Regions from separate parts of the Gossypium hirsutum genome. Here region 1 is linked to region 2. The links are chromatin contacts, called in public Hi-C maps. All regions are on one chromosome and are shown on one strand. The core of a region is the stretch at or near the end of the contact, and the rest is flanking DNA. Distances in the headings are between cores, read along the strand shown. Region 1 holds the start of LOC121220351 (secreted RxLR effector protein 161-like). Region 2 holds the start of LOC107900942 (abscisic acid receptor PYL9).

Region 1 (7,306 bases), core at 3,244-5,743, 340 kb before region 2:
ATTCTTGTTTTGTTCTTAATGATTTGACATGACAAGATCCTGATTTATGATTTATTAAGTTTTATATCATATCTTAATTCATAATTCTAACAAGTGGCATTCAAGCCTCGAGCATATCAAATAATTGGGAATTGATTAAGGTTCTTCATTTGAATGATTGATTCATGAAATTTTATGGGTTTTATATTTCGTATATATATGTTGATCTTTGAAGGTTTATATTAAAGTCTTTTTTTTTTAGATTTTGATTATATTGAATTCATATTAAAATTTTAGGGTTTTATTTTAATTTTTAATTTAGGTGATTTTCAAATTGATGAATTTAATTATAAAGTTTGAAATATTTTACTTCAGTGAATAATCATGTTAAATTCAAAAAAAAAAATTCATTCTTCGTAGTCCTATGTTTCAATTTCTATTAAATGAATAAATAAACCTATACGACATTTAGTTAAAAAATAAATGGAAAAGAAGTTCACAGTTTCGTATATTTCATTTATATATAAATATATAATATATGCATGTTTTGATTGGTTTAATGCCTCTTGTTTTGGAAAATTATATAAATATATATGATTATCTTTTAATTTGATTGAAAGATGAAATTACGGTAAATATTTTGAAACAAATAAATTCAGATTTTGGCTTTTAATTAAGGATGTCTAATATTTTAAATAGATTAGTTGAAACAAAATGTCGCCAAAGTGACCTCTTTTGTGTAGATTAGTTTATTTGAAATATCAAGATGATTATATGTTTTTGTGATTCATGCGTTTATTGATTGACCCGAAGGTAAGTTAATATTTGACAGAATTTCAATGACATCTGTGGTGATAAATGTGTGACAATTATAATGTATTTTATGTGAGCAATAAGTTAGTCCAAAGATTAATTAATTGTTTGACATTATTTATTGTCAATATTTGATTGCTACAACAAGAGTATCACTTACTATTAATATTACTGTCTAAAGACTTGATATTAATGTTCTGCTTGGTATCTTGAGATGGGATTAGCCATTATCTTGAATTTATTGTTTCCTTATGAATATTTATGTGACCTTGTTTTTATTTGTTCTACATTCAACTAATTCATATTCTGCTACCACAATATCTGCTAATATAAATTCTATACCCATGCTTAATGGGACTAATTTTAAGGAATGGAAAAGACACTTATAGTGCTTGCATGTATAGACATAGACCTTGCATTAAAGGATGAACAACCTGCACCTCTCACTGCGGAAAGCACCCCTGATGTTAAGAGGGATCTTGAGAGGTGGGATCGTTCAAATTGCATGAGTCTAATGATCATGAAACACAGCATTCTAGAAGCCTTTAGAGGTACAGAATCTGAAGAGATTACTCAAGTCAAAGGTTTCCTTGATGAAATTGAGAAATGTTTTGCTAAAAATGATAAAATTGAGATGACATCACTTCTTACTTCTTTGATGTCTATGAAGTATAAGGGTCAAGGAAACGTAAGGGAGTACATTATGGAGATGTTACATATTGCTTCAAGACTTAAGGCACTTAAGATAGAGCTTTCTGAGGAATTACTTGTTCTTATGGTTTTGGTATCGCTTTCTGCACATTTTAATCAATTTAAAATTAGTTATAACTGTCAAAAGGAAAAATGGACTCTAAATGAGATCATTTCTCATTGTGTTCAAGAGGAAGAAAGGTTGAAGCGTGATAAGTCTGAAAATGCTCATTTGGCCAATACCCCTAAAGACAAAGGTAAAAAAAGGAAAATATCAGAATGAAACTGCTAAGGGTTCAGCTAAAAAAAAAACAATAGCAAGCTATAGAGATTTGTTTCTTTTGTAACAAGTTTGGACACGTAAAGAAAGATTGTACCAAATATCATGCTTGGCATGCAAAGAAATGTATAATTCTTAATTTCGTCTGTTCTGAGATTAATTTAGCTTTAGTACCTAGAAACACTTGGTGGATAGATTTTGGTGCTACTACTCACATAAGTGTTTCTATGCAGGTTTACTTGAGTTACCGAAAGTCAAGTGATGGTGAAAGACATATCTTCGTGGGCGATGGAAAATCGGTAGAAGTGGAAACGATTGAGCGTTTTAGGTTGTTATTAGGAACTGATTTTTATTTGGATTTAAAAGACACTTTATTGTATTGTCTTTTAGACGGAATTTAGTTTATGTTTCTTCGTTGGACGAATTTAGATATTATTGTTCATTTGGAAACAATCAATTTAATTTGTCTTTAAATTTAAATGTTGTTGGAACTAGTTATTTAAATACTTATGACAACCTTTATTTGCTAGAAACAATTACATTCTATAATGAAACCTTGCATGTGGAATCACATGGTATTAAACGCAAATTAAATAAGGAAAATTCAGCATCATTATGGCATAAGCGCTTAGGTCATATATCAAAAGTTAGAGTTGAACGCCTTGTGTCTGATGGTATTTTAGAGTGTTTTAACTTCACAGACTTTGATGTCTGTGTCGATTGCATTTAAGGAAAACAGACCAAAACCAAGAGATTGGGTGCCAACAGATCTTCGAACGTTTTAGAATTAATTCATACAGATATTTGTTGGTCATTCCCTACAGTATCTTGGAATGGTCAACAATATTTCATAACATTCATAGACGATTACTCACGTTATGGGCACCTATATCTCATTCATGAGAAATCTCAGTCTCTGGACGTGTTCAAAGCTTATAAAGCTGAAGTTGAGAATCAACTCAACAAAAGGATTAAAAATGTCAGATTTGATTGTGGTGGTGAGTACTACGGTAGATATGATGGCTCAAGTGAACAATGTCCAGAACCATTTGTGAAATTCCTAGAAGAATGCGGCATTTGTCCCACAGTACACCATGCTAGGATCACCGAGTATGAATAGTGTAGCTGAAAGACGAAACATGACTCATAAGGATATGGTAAGGATCATGGTTGCTCGTTCTACCTTACTTGAGTCCCTCTTGGGGGAAGCATTAAAGACATCAACTTACATTTTGAATAAAGTACCTAATAAAATAGTTGCAAAAACACCTTATGAGCTTTGGACAGGTCAAAAGCCTAGTCTAAAGCACTTTCACATTTGGGGATGTCCAGCTGAGGCAACGCCTTATAGGCCATATGAAAAGAAATTAGACTCCAAAATAGTGAGTAGCTACTTTATTAGTTATTCTGAGCAATTTAGGGGCTATAAGTTTTATGATCCCATAATGAAGAATATTTTTGAAACGGGAACAAGAACATTTTTTGAGAATGTTGAGTTTAAGGGGAGAAATAAGGTTAGAGACATTATTTTTGAGGAGGAATTGGATTCTAACTCAGTTCCTACTATCACTTTTGACAATGTTCAAGTTCTCATACCTATCATTGATCAAGAAGTGAATCCAGAACCTCAACAAGACAATGTTGAACAACTCCCTATTCAAGATGAGGTAATTATTTCAGAAGAACAAACTCAACAACCTCAAGAACAAGTGCCATTAAGGAGGTCCACAAGAGAAAGGAGAAATGCTATTCTAGATGATTATGTTGTATTTCTCCAAGAATATGAGGATGATAATATGATGGAAGATGATCCAATCAACTTTTTATCAGGCCATGAAAAATTTTAATTCCCAAAAGTGGATTGATGCCTTGAAAGATGAGTATAAGTCTATGCAAGAAAATAAAGTTTGGGAACTTGTCCCATTACCTGAAAGTGCAAAACTAATTGGTTGTAAATAGATATTTAAAACCAAGAGGGATGCAAATGGTAATGTGGAGAGGCATAAGGCGCGTCTTGTAGCTAAAGGATATACTAAGAAAGAATGCATTAATTTTACAGAGACTTTCTCTCCAGTTTCATCGAAAGACTCTTTCAAGATAATCATGGCGCTTGTTGCTCATTTTGATCTTGAGTTACATCAGATGGATGTTAAGACTGTGTTTCTTAATGGCGACATTGAAGAAATAATTTATATAGTACAACCAAAAAATTTTGAATCGGAAGACTCAAAGAATATAGTTTGCAAATTGACAAAATCCATCTATGGACTCAAACAAGCTTCCCGTCAATAGTACCACAAGTTTTATCAAATAATTATTTTGTTCGATTTTGAGATGAATATTGTTGATGATTGTGTGTATCACAAATTCAATGGGAGTAATTACATATTTCTGGTTCTATATGTCGATGACATTTTGCTTGCCGCTAATAATATAGGCTTATTGTACGAATTAAGAGATTTTTATTTAAGCATTTTGAAATGAAAAATCTTGGGACGCCTATTTTGTTTTAGGAATTTAGATACATTAAGATCGATCTCAAGGTATACTTGGATTATCACAAAAGAGCTATATCGATAAAGTACTCAAAAGGTTTGGCATGCAAAGTTTTAGACCAGGTGACACCCCTGTCGTTAAAGGAGACAAATTTAGTCTTACTCAATGCTCTAAAATTAACCTTGAAATTCAAGAATTGCAAAAGATTCCCATGCATCAGTTGTTGGGAGTTTAATGTATGCTCAAGTATGTACGCGTCCGGATATTACGTACATTGTTGGGATGTTTGACAGATATTTAAGCAACCCTGGTATAGACCATTGGATAGCAGTCAAAAAGGTTATGAGATATCTTCAAAGAACAAAAGATTACATGCTTACTTATAAGATATCAGACCTTTTGGAGGTCGTAGGGTATTCTGCTTCTGATTTCGCTGGGTGCCAAGATAGTAGGAAATCTACATCAAGCTATATTTACTTGTTAGCTGGAGGAGCTATATCTTGGAAAAGTGTCAAACAGACACTTATAGCTTCGTCCACTATGGCAGCAGAGTTTGTAGCATGTTATGAGGAATCAAACCATGGAATATGGTTGCGGAACTTTGTCACAGAGTTACGTATTTTGGAGAATGTAGAAAGACCACTCAAATTATTTTGTGACAATAAATCGGCAGTGTTGTATTCTAATAACAACAAGGGGTTCATCTAAGTCAAAGCATATTAACATAAAGTTCCTAGTTGTGAAAGAAAGAATGCAAAATGGTTAAATATCCATAGAGCACATAGGGACAAACTCCATGATAGCGGATCCGCTCACAAAAGGTTTACCACCCAAGGTCTTTCATGAGCACACTGCTCACATGAGTGTTACATTGTTTGAGGATATCATGATTTAGTGGGAGTTTATATTTTATTTATTTTATTTTTGTTTTCAGACATTTATGTATTTAGTTATTTTCTGATCAGAAATAAAGTATTTAGTTTATTCACTCTGTTTGTTATTTTGATACTGACCTTACTTGAGTTTAAAGAGGACCAGTTGGAAATAGACATGTTTAGATCATATTGCATGTAATTTCCATGCTACACATCTATACTTGATCCATGTCATTTGTTTGTGTTAATATACGTAATCAGAGATGGATTTAGTTACGATATATGTAACAAAAGTCGCCTTGGTTCTATGTTAGCATAATTAATAGATGAGATTATTTGGAATACCTTTTGGATATGATAGTAAAATTTTTGAGCTCATAAGGTTATATAATGACATGTAATTATAGAATAATTAGTATATATATGTGGTCCAAGTGGGAGATTGTTGGAAAATATGGACATCACATATATAATAAGAATAATTACATGTTATTATTATTTACTATCATGATAGGTTAGCCCAAATTAAAAGTGATCTAATTTGGTTAATGTTTTATTGGGATTTAATTATTAAATAAAGTATGGGTCAAATATGTGCAGATACTCTAGTAATTGAGTTCTAATCAAATTCTAATTAATGATGGGCTAATTAGCAATTAGAACTGATATGACAATGTTATAAATATTAGGGTTATGGTCCCCAAATTATATACAATATATCTTTTCTAATATCCCATCCTTAGGAAAGAGAGAGCAAATATTCTTTGGATTTCTTGTGTGCTAATTTGGAAGATCAAATCCCCATGATTCGGAAAAAAATTCAAGGAATTCATGGATTCAGGTACGCTTCCGCATCTAGTTTTATTATTGTTTTGTTCTTGATGATTTGACATGATAAGATCCTGATTTATGATTTATTAAGTTTTATATTATATCTTAATTTATGATTCTAGCAGAATGGTCATCGGGAAAGCGACTTTTCTTCAACATTGACGGTGTAGTGCAATTGGAGTCAAGAAATGCAGCCTCTAGGGGAGTAATCCGTGATGAAAATGGCGATTGGCTCTCTGGGTATAACATATACCTATGGAAGTGCTAGATTTTTTATGCTGAATTTTGGGGAATTTTGGAGGGACTCAAGCTTAGCCAACGTCTGGGCCATGATAAGATTATAATTCAATCTGAAAATCTGGAGGTTGTTAAAGCAATTCAAAGAAGCATCTCCACCACTTCGAATTCAGTCCTGATTAGACGAATCCATAATATTTTGTTACAAGAAGATCAGTGGATCTTGCATTACATCCCTAGAGAGTGAAATCAAGTTGTAGATTTTTTAGCCAAACTAGCTTTGGCTAAAAGAGAAGAATTATAGCTCTTTGATCTTCCCTCTACGGCAGTACTAGATTTTCTGGAAACATATAAGATAAGGAGTGTTTTTTCTTTTCAGAATATTTCTATGTAATTAGTTAGGAAATGTTATTTTACCACAAAAAAAAATATGAATTTTAAATTTTACAAGTTTTATCATATTTATAATTGGTTAATTCAAATTTGTGCAAATCCTCTCATAATTTTTTTAAGAAATATATATTAATTTTATTTAATATTTAGTAATTATTGATATACATTCCTTTTTCTATTAATATTGAGATATTGTTGCCTTGGGTCGTTTGAGCAGTGCCTGCTTGATAGCATCAACAGTAGTCCCAACCCAAGAAGACGTTGGTTCATCAGTGTGGGTCAACTATCCAAATGACCCTAAATTTGAGCTTTGCTGCATTGCCCAAAGGGTTCACTAACAAGCTGCGCGCCCACTGAACCACAGACAGACCGTAACCATGTTCTACTCCAAACTCTCAAATAAATGTTTGTTCAACTTAACATCTCAAAATCTCTAAGTTGCAATCTTAGCTTGTCTATGTTAGGTTTCTAACATGATAATATGCAAAGGAATCTCTTTGTGATTAACAATTGTTTTTCTTGAAGGGGATAATGGTTAAAGTTAATTAATTTTCTATTTTCAACCTATAGTTTTTATGGTTGTAAATTCTATTTTGATACCATCCGCTTCAATACTAAATTGAAACAACAAATTTTAGGTTTTGTCCCGGTACAAATTATGGTGTACCGGTCAATATCAAAAAATAATTTTAAAATATATTTAGATTTAGAT
Region 2 (7,318 bases), core at 4,518-7,017:
TGGAGAAAAAAGGAAGAAAAATTTAAATAAAAAGTAAATAAAGAGAAAAATAAAATGAGAGTCATTGAACGAAAAGAAACAAAGGGAATAATTCATCTTAAGTCCATGTACTTTTTACATTTTTATCACTTAAGTCCTTGAAAGCTTTTTGGAAGAACTTCTTTTTTCTAATCCCTGATATTTTCAATGTCTTATTTGAAATAATTTTAGTATATTGTTTATTCTCATATGGTATTATTATTGTTATTTGTTATTTTTTTCTTGATTAAAAATGTAAAAGTATAGGTATCTAAATAATAGTTACTTTTTAAAATTTATACAACATGACTCATTTTTTATTTTTTTTATATACATTTCAATTTATTTAAATTTCTTATCATTAATTTTTTTTAGAAAACATCATTATAATTTAATTATTTATGAGACAATAGTTAAAATTAAATTCTAAATATTATTAAAAATATTATATTTGCGTCAAGTTAATTTTAACTTTAACTATTTTACTTTGTCATTAATCAATTTATTAATTTTAATATTTAGTTTAAATTAGAAATTTCATAGAAAATTTAATTTATACAGTACTTTTCATTTAACCTTAAAACAATATAGTTTAAAATTCAAAAGTAAAACATAATATAATATTTATCATAAGGATAAATAATATTATCATAAAAATAAATATTATTTAATTATCATAAAATTAAAAAATAAAATTTATTTTAAAATTTATTTTATAAAATTACCCATATCATATAAATATATATATTAAAATTTTGAATCATTAATTATATATACACATATTATAAAAATTTTATCTTTCAAATTTTTTCCTCACAATTAAAACATAAATTATATTCATAATATTACAAATATATTATCTTTCAAAAGCTTAAGTACAATTTAAAGTTGTTTATATTTTTCAAAATTTATTTTATTAATAGTTTTAATTAATATGTCGTAACGCAACTCATACGTCACGGATAGAAAACTAGTTATATGATATATATATATATATATTTATTTATTTATTTATATGATTCTATTTTTTGTTTTGGATTAATTTATTTAATAAAAAATCTTCAAGCGTTTCCTCCATGGAATTAAGAGACATAAAAGATTTTTCTATTTTGATTCTTTTACATTTTTTAAAGCTCCACTCGTGAAACAATACTTTATTCTCTTTTAAGTTTATCAATAAGCTTCAGTGGTATTTACCTTTAATGGTAGATGTATGCTTTATTCATATATATATATATATAAAAATAATACTTCATTTCATTTGGGTTGATTTGTCTTATATGTTACCAAGAATGTTGCTTGCTTTCATTACTATGATTACTTTAATGCATTGATCTTAGCAGTGATGTTTGGAGGAGAATCTTGGTGGGCAATATCCTGGTTTTGGGATTGGTCATATATTCCATTCAATATGGATATTTCCGAATTATTCTTGCGTGAATTTAACAAGGACAATGGACATCACTAAGATGCCAAAAACCACTTTATTCCTTGTTTAGATGAATGGAGTACTCCTCCTATGGCATTTCGGCTCCAATTCTGCCCTATAAAAGGGACCTCATGAGGCCACCCCTTACTCAAGTGAAATAGCTAAGAGATGTTTGGGGATGTACATGCAACCCTTTTTTACTCTCTTCCAAAGGCTTCAAGCTGCTATATGAAAACAATCATAGTTCGAAGTCTTGGAAGAGAGTAAAGAAAAGTTGACATGATTTTACGCGTCCATCACCTTATATACATGATGTTGTTTTACTGTATTTCAAGTTTTTATATTTTGAAGGCTCATTGAAGAAATGCAAGCTTGTGGAAGACACCAAATTTGCTGCAAATATAAAATATTAGATTAACCATGATAATATTTGTTTACTATTACTTCTATACTAACTACCATAATAACATCTTTTTTGGCCATGTTGACGATTGTTTGTTTGTTGTGCGGTTCAAGTCACATTTGTGCTTTTTCTTAGATATTGCTAATCGCAGCAAAGTTGTGTTTTCTTTCATACTTTTGTGGCTCTAAATATGTCTCACTTCCTTTACTTGTCTTTTTTTTTTCTTAATTTAGTCCTTCTGTATCTAATTTAAGGAATCTAGTTCTTTATTAGTGTAGTTTAAAAATCAAAATCCATTGATAAAATTGATAATCTACTTTTGCCGAAGTTTAACATGTGTTATTAATTAGATTTTAGTTTTTTTTTAATTAGGTGTTTAAATGTTTAAGTATCCCATATTTAAAATCAATTAACACAAAATTTACGAGAGTTTGGACAAAATATTGATCTTGAAAAATAGGCTTGACCCAAATAGTAGGTCAATTTAGATAGGGCCAGGCTTGGGCCCAAGCATTGAAGACCATAGTTTGACCTAAATCGAACTATTTTCATATTTTTGTAATATATTATATTATGTATAACACATAAAAATTAAATCTATAGTAACATATTACTATAATATAAACATATTAAAAAAAGTTAAGTTGTCTATATAAACAAATTTAATAAATGCAAAATATATAAATTTATTAAATATTAAATTAAAAATAATATAAATGTTTTTAAAATAATTTAAAAAATATTATGAACAAGTTAAAATGAGATTAAATTAGTCATTTATAAATATAGATGAGCTTGAATAATATTTAAAATTTATATTTTGAACTACACCAAATTTAAATAAATATAAAATATATTAATATCATATTTAATCACACGAAAGAAATGGAGTATTGACCATCTAAATTTGAAACAACAAACAATGCCTTGGGGGAGTTTTATTATGTTTGTAAAGATATTCCACAATTGGTTTGTATTTAATGCACCATCAGTTATTATATTTATTTTTAAAAACTTTTAACAAGGTCTGAGCTTGTATGGTGGACATTTATGTATTAATTGTGTGTTAAATGCAAACTTTATTTTATGTACCATTTGTTGGGAAGTTTTATTATATCAGTTAATCTGTTTTAATGTTTTAATTGAAAGGGGGAAAAAAGTTTGTTTGAAATATTTAGTCATATTTGTAAGAAGAAATTGCGAAATCTTACAAAATTTCAGGACTTTACTAGTAGAATTGTCTATTTTTTAAAATATTTCATAAACAGACCAAAACATTATAAAAACTGTTGTACCTATAATGAAAAATATATTATAATACGTCTACGATGTAAATGAAAATTATAATTTATAAAATTTGATATAAAAATAATAAAAATGTTTAAACACATAATGTTCATGTTCAAATCTTATTAGGTTTTTAATATAAGACCATTCTCAAAATAATATAATTTATTTTGTAAAACAATACTATTTTAGTGAAAGAGATTAAATTTGCAATATTTAAAATGCTATATAGAACAATGGCAGCATATATATTTGATTTTGAAAATGCTGGACAGCCGAACCTAGAGATTTCCCAAGTGGAATGCTTGTGGCAACAATGTCTTAGAGGCCTTATGTTAGTGTTTACATTCCGATCTTAAGTGAGTAAAAAGATCCGTCCCTTCGATCTTCTTCCTCCATTACAAATCCTCTTGGAAACAATTACATCATTAAATACACGGGTATGGAAAAGGGTACAACCCGGATTAAGACGAAACGTGAAGCTCGTTAGCCACTTATCTTCATTTATAGAAAGCACAAGAAAACATTTTAATGGAACCAACCAATGACATCGTTACAGCTTCAAAACTAGAAGCGTTACATCCTTACAAGTTTCCAGGATATGAAATGATAATTATTATGTTTTACCAACTTTCTATGACGTGCTCTCACTCTTCCAACTTCCATTCTCACGTGTTTGAAGTTGATTTGTTGCAGAAAATGCAAAAGTCTTTCCAGTTTCCACCAAGGTAGGTCTTTTACTTTAAACAAAGATCATCACAAGATGTTTTTGATCAGTTAACGTGCTGTGCAACATTATGACTCAGAAAAAGCTAATCTTGGTGCATTTCCATGGTGTACCCACACTTTTCTGCACTCAAATCAATAGGCTGAGAACTCTACTCAACAAATATCTACTTTTTAAGTTTCCAAAAATGAAAACTAGCAGCAATACCAAAAATGATCCCAACAAGAGACTACTAAAAATAGACACCATCATAAAACATATCTGTACTTCAAATGGTTTCTCCAAATTCATCCTGCTGGGCCTGGCTGCTGCTACAAATATGGGAAATGGAATTAAAATTCTCCCATCTCTTCTTAATCTTAAATATTTACAAATAAGACCGTAGTTTTGGAGGCTTGTAATGAATTCGGATGTCTCATAGATAAACTACTTACTCATGCATTTAAACTAAGAACCAAAAGGGTGTTAAAAGAGTGTTCCATAACAAAGTGAAAGATGATCATATATCACAAACTCCTAAAGATTAGTCTTTTTCTTTTGGTCATCACAATTCCACCTTTTTCAGTTAGTATCGGTTGATAGGCTCTGTCTGGTCCATCACAGCCATCCTCTCTGAAACATCGGCTAACGATTTCAGGTTACATCGGATCAAAGCTTCCACGAAGTAACAAGTTTCGTCCGTGGTGTTCCCTTCCGGCACATCCACGACGAACGATTCGATCACCATTGTACCTGGCCTTCCTTCAATAACCTCGGGATGCACCGTCATGATCGAAGAATAATTCTGCAGTCAACAAAATGAGTACCGTGACACAGAAAACAAGTGTTAAGGGAGAAAGAAACGTTAGTATTTTGTACCCTAAGACGGTGGTCGCCGCCGACGATTTTGATGCCTAAAATGTGTTCTTCGTCATCGAGAAGTTCCAACCGTTCGGTGCTGGTGGTTGCCGGAAGTCCGGACTTGACGTTGACCTCTCTAACACTGCCGATCCCGAGGTCCCCTTTCATTATACACCTGCTGACGAAGGGCTTGTACTTTTGCGGCTGGTCAAATCTCCTTACCAATGACCATACCTATCCATAGTTAAAGAAAACAGAAACAGAACAACAAACCCATCGTTAAAATCAGACATTTACGAACCATCGAGTTAACAGAAATTCATAATCTTGGCTAAAATAGTCTGGGTTCTTTTTTTTTTCTTTTTTTATCAGTGAAAAAATAGAAAAAAGCAGAGACAATACATACTCGTAGGTTTACTTTTCTTTTTTTTGGGGGGGGGTTAATTTTCGACCAAGAACACAGATTTGATTTGACTTTTGGGTAACAAAACAAAGAGAATAGATTTGGGTTTCAGCAGATCCATAGGAGAGTAGAAAGAAAAACGTGTCAACGGCCTAAACGGCGGCGAGAAAAACGAACAAATGGGGGAAAAGGGGGAAATTATAGAGGAGTCTCAAACTGAGGAACTTACGAGATGAACAGGAGCTTTGATGTGTTTAACAAGAGCAGAGGTGCACTGGTCGTCTCTGATGTTGTGCCTGTGATGTCTCTGTATGTACTGGGATTCCATCATACTCTGAGCATCATCACCGTTCATTTCTTCTACCTTTTTTCCCAAACTGATATATAAGGATAAAAACGAGTTGTGTTGTTTGCCTCTTTAAACAAATCAGAAGGTGAAAAATTAGAGGAGAGTAGCAAGAGAGAAGAAAAGCAAGAGATTTGGTGAGGATGTCAACAAAGGGAAGGGGGCCTTACTCTTTAGCCTTTTGCTTTTGGTTTAGGTTTCAGGCGTTTGGTTGGGACCAGGCTCAGCCTCTTACTTTCCGTAATTAAATCAAGGTTTTTCTCTGTTCTTTCACTTGTCTATACCCTGTTACCTCTCCATTTTTGTAAAATAGCAAATATTTTGAGATACTTTTCTTATTTTATATTTAAATAAATTTTTAAAATCATAAAATTCAAATCAACTCAAATGTAAACAGTAAAATGGAAATAAATAACATAAAAAAATTTTATATCAATTTTAGTAAATTTATTATATAATTAACTCACGTGAATGTTCCTTAATCTAGCATCATACACAACATTTAAGATCTTTTAACGTGACAGATATTTTCTATTTTTGTACTTGGATAGTTTCATCCATTGACATATCAAAATCTTTTAAATTAAATTAACGTGAAATCCATTTTGAGAAATATTATTCGTATTATAAAAAAATATTTCACAACCATAAAAAAATTAAAGTAATTAATTAAACTTTAAATATTTTACTATTTTACTATTATAATATTAATTCACTTTAAATATATAATATCAATAAAAATAACTTTACTTTAAAATATTTCAATTAATTTTAAAATATTTTATCTGTGAGATATTATATAGAAATTTCTTTACTATATTTTATAGAAAATTTATGCAAAAATTATAAAATAATTTAATATATTTTAATTAATAAATATAATTAATTCGTGCATCACTTGTTAAAGAAACTAGTATATATATGTGATGTATTGATTATGTATAATTTTATATAGGGTAAGTTATACCAACAATTACTCAACTTTGATCTCAATGACAAAACAGTCACTCAACTTTTAAAAAATAACAAATCAACCACAAACGTTATTGTAAAGTTAAAAATCAATCACCCATTGACATTTTTCATTACAGACCAAACGGGATAGGTGATGTGGCTCGTTAACTAGTTGATGTGGCCAGTTAACTAGCCACGATGGAAACCTAATTAACTCAATTAGCTGACGTGGCCACTAACATTTTGTCTCCAAATTCTGCCATTCTGAAACTAGACTTTTTCAAACCACAACTCCCAATCTATGCCCTCGTGGTTTGGATTTCAAATTACCAAAATCTAGTTAGGGTTTTGAATTACTAGAATCTAGTTTGGGTTTTGGCATGGGAAGATTTGACTAGCCATTGTTGTGTTGCCAAACCACAGTTGCAATCTTGTGTCGCCAAAACCAGAAACAAATATTGCAACCCAACCTCCCAACTGCGACGACCATCAGTTCGAACTCGATTGCAACAGCAACAATCACATCATTTTATCCTTAAACCATGGTAGATTCTATGTCCAAAGCATCTGGTATGAATCCTCTATGATCTGAGCCATTGACCGTGGCTAGTTAACAATAAGAAGAAGAAGAAAAAGAAGAAGAAGAAGAAGAAGAAGAAGAAGAAGAAGAGAAGAAATGGAGATGCCAAAAAAAAGCTATGGCATTTTTAAGTTCGCTAATCCTTGCCACTACCATAGACATTGTTGTTACTGTTGCCTCTACTCTGCGTGTCACCTTTGTTTTCTCTTATTCTTCTTCCTCATTTTCTTGCAATTCTTCTCATTTCCCCAACACAGAATAAGGCAATGTTATACGAGTTTTCAAACAGAGATTAGAGGTGCATTTAGCCAGATACAGAGAAGAAAAACTC

Evidence for each region. Hi-C and Micro-C count contacts between places; a contact is called where the count stands out from the background.
Region 1: a contact with region 2 is called in a Hi-C map of leaf, with 1.7 times the contacts expected there. The contact joins the promoter of LOC121220351 here to the promoter of LOC107900942 in region 2. A contact is called at or near these places in 2 of 34 Hi-C or Micro-C datasets (hypocotyl and leaf).

Annotation. Positions count from the first base shown.
Region 1 is chrD08:49,845,141-49,852,446 of Gossypium_hirsutum_v2.1, reverse strand. LOC121220351 (secreted RxLR effector protein 161-like) reads left to right here and starts at 4,493. Exons shown (of 1, transcript XM_041100039.1): 1 at 4,493-4,966. The coding sequence starts at 4,493. The coding sequence ends at 4,966.
Region 2 is chrD08:49,507,186-49,514,503 of Gossypium_hirsutum_v2.1, reverse strand. LOC107900942 (abscisic acid receptor PYL9) reads right to left here and starts at 5,767. Exons shown (of 3, transcript XM_016826735.2): 1 at 5,337-5,767; 2 at 4,723-4,938; 3 at 4,129-4,648. The coding sequence starts at 5,462. The coding sequence ends at 4,430.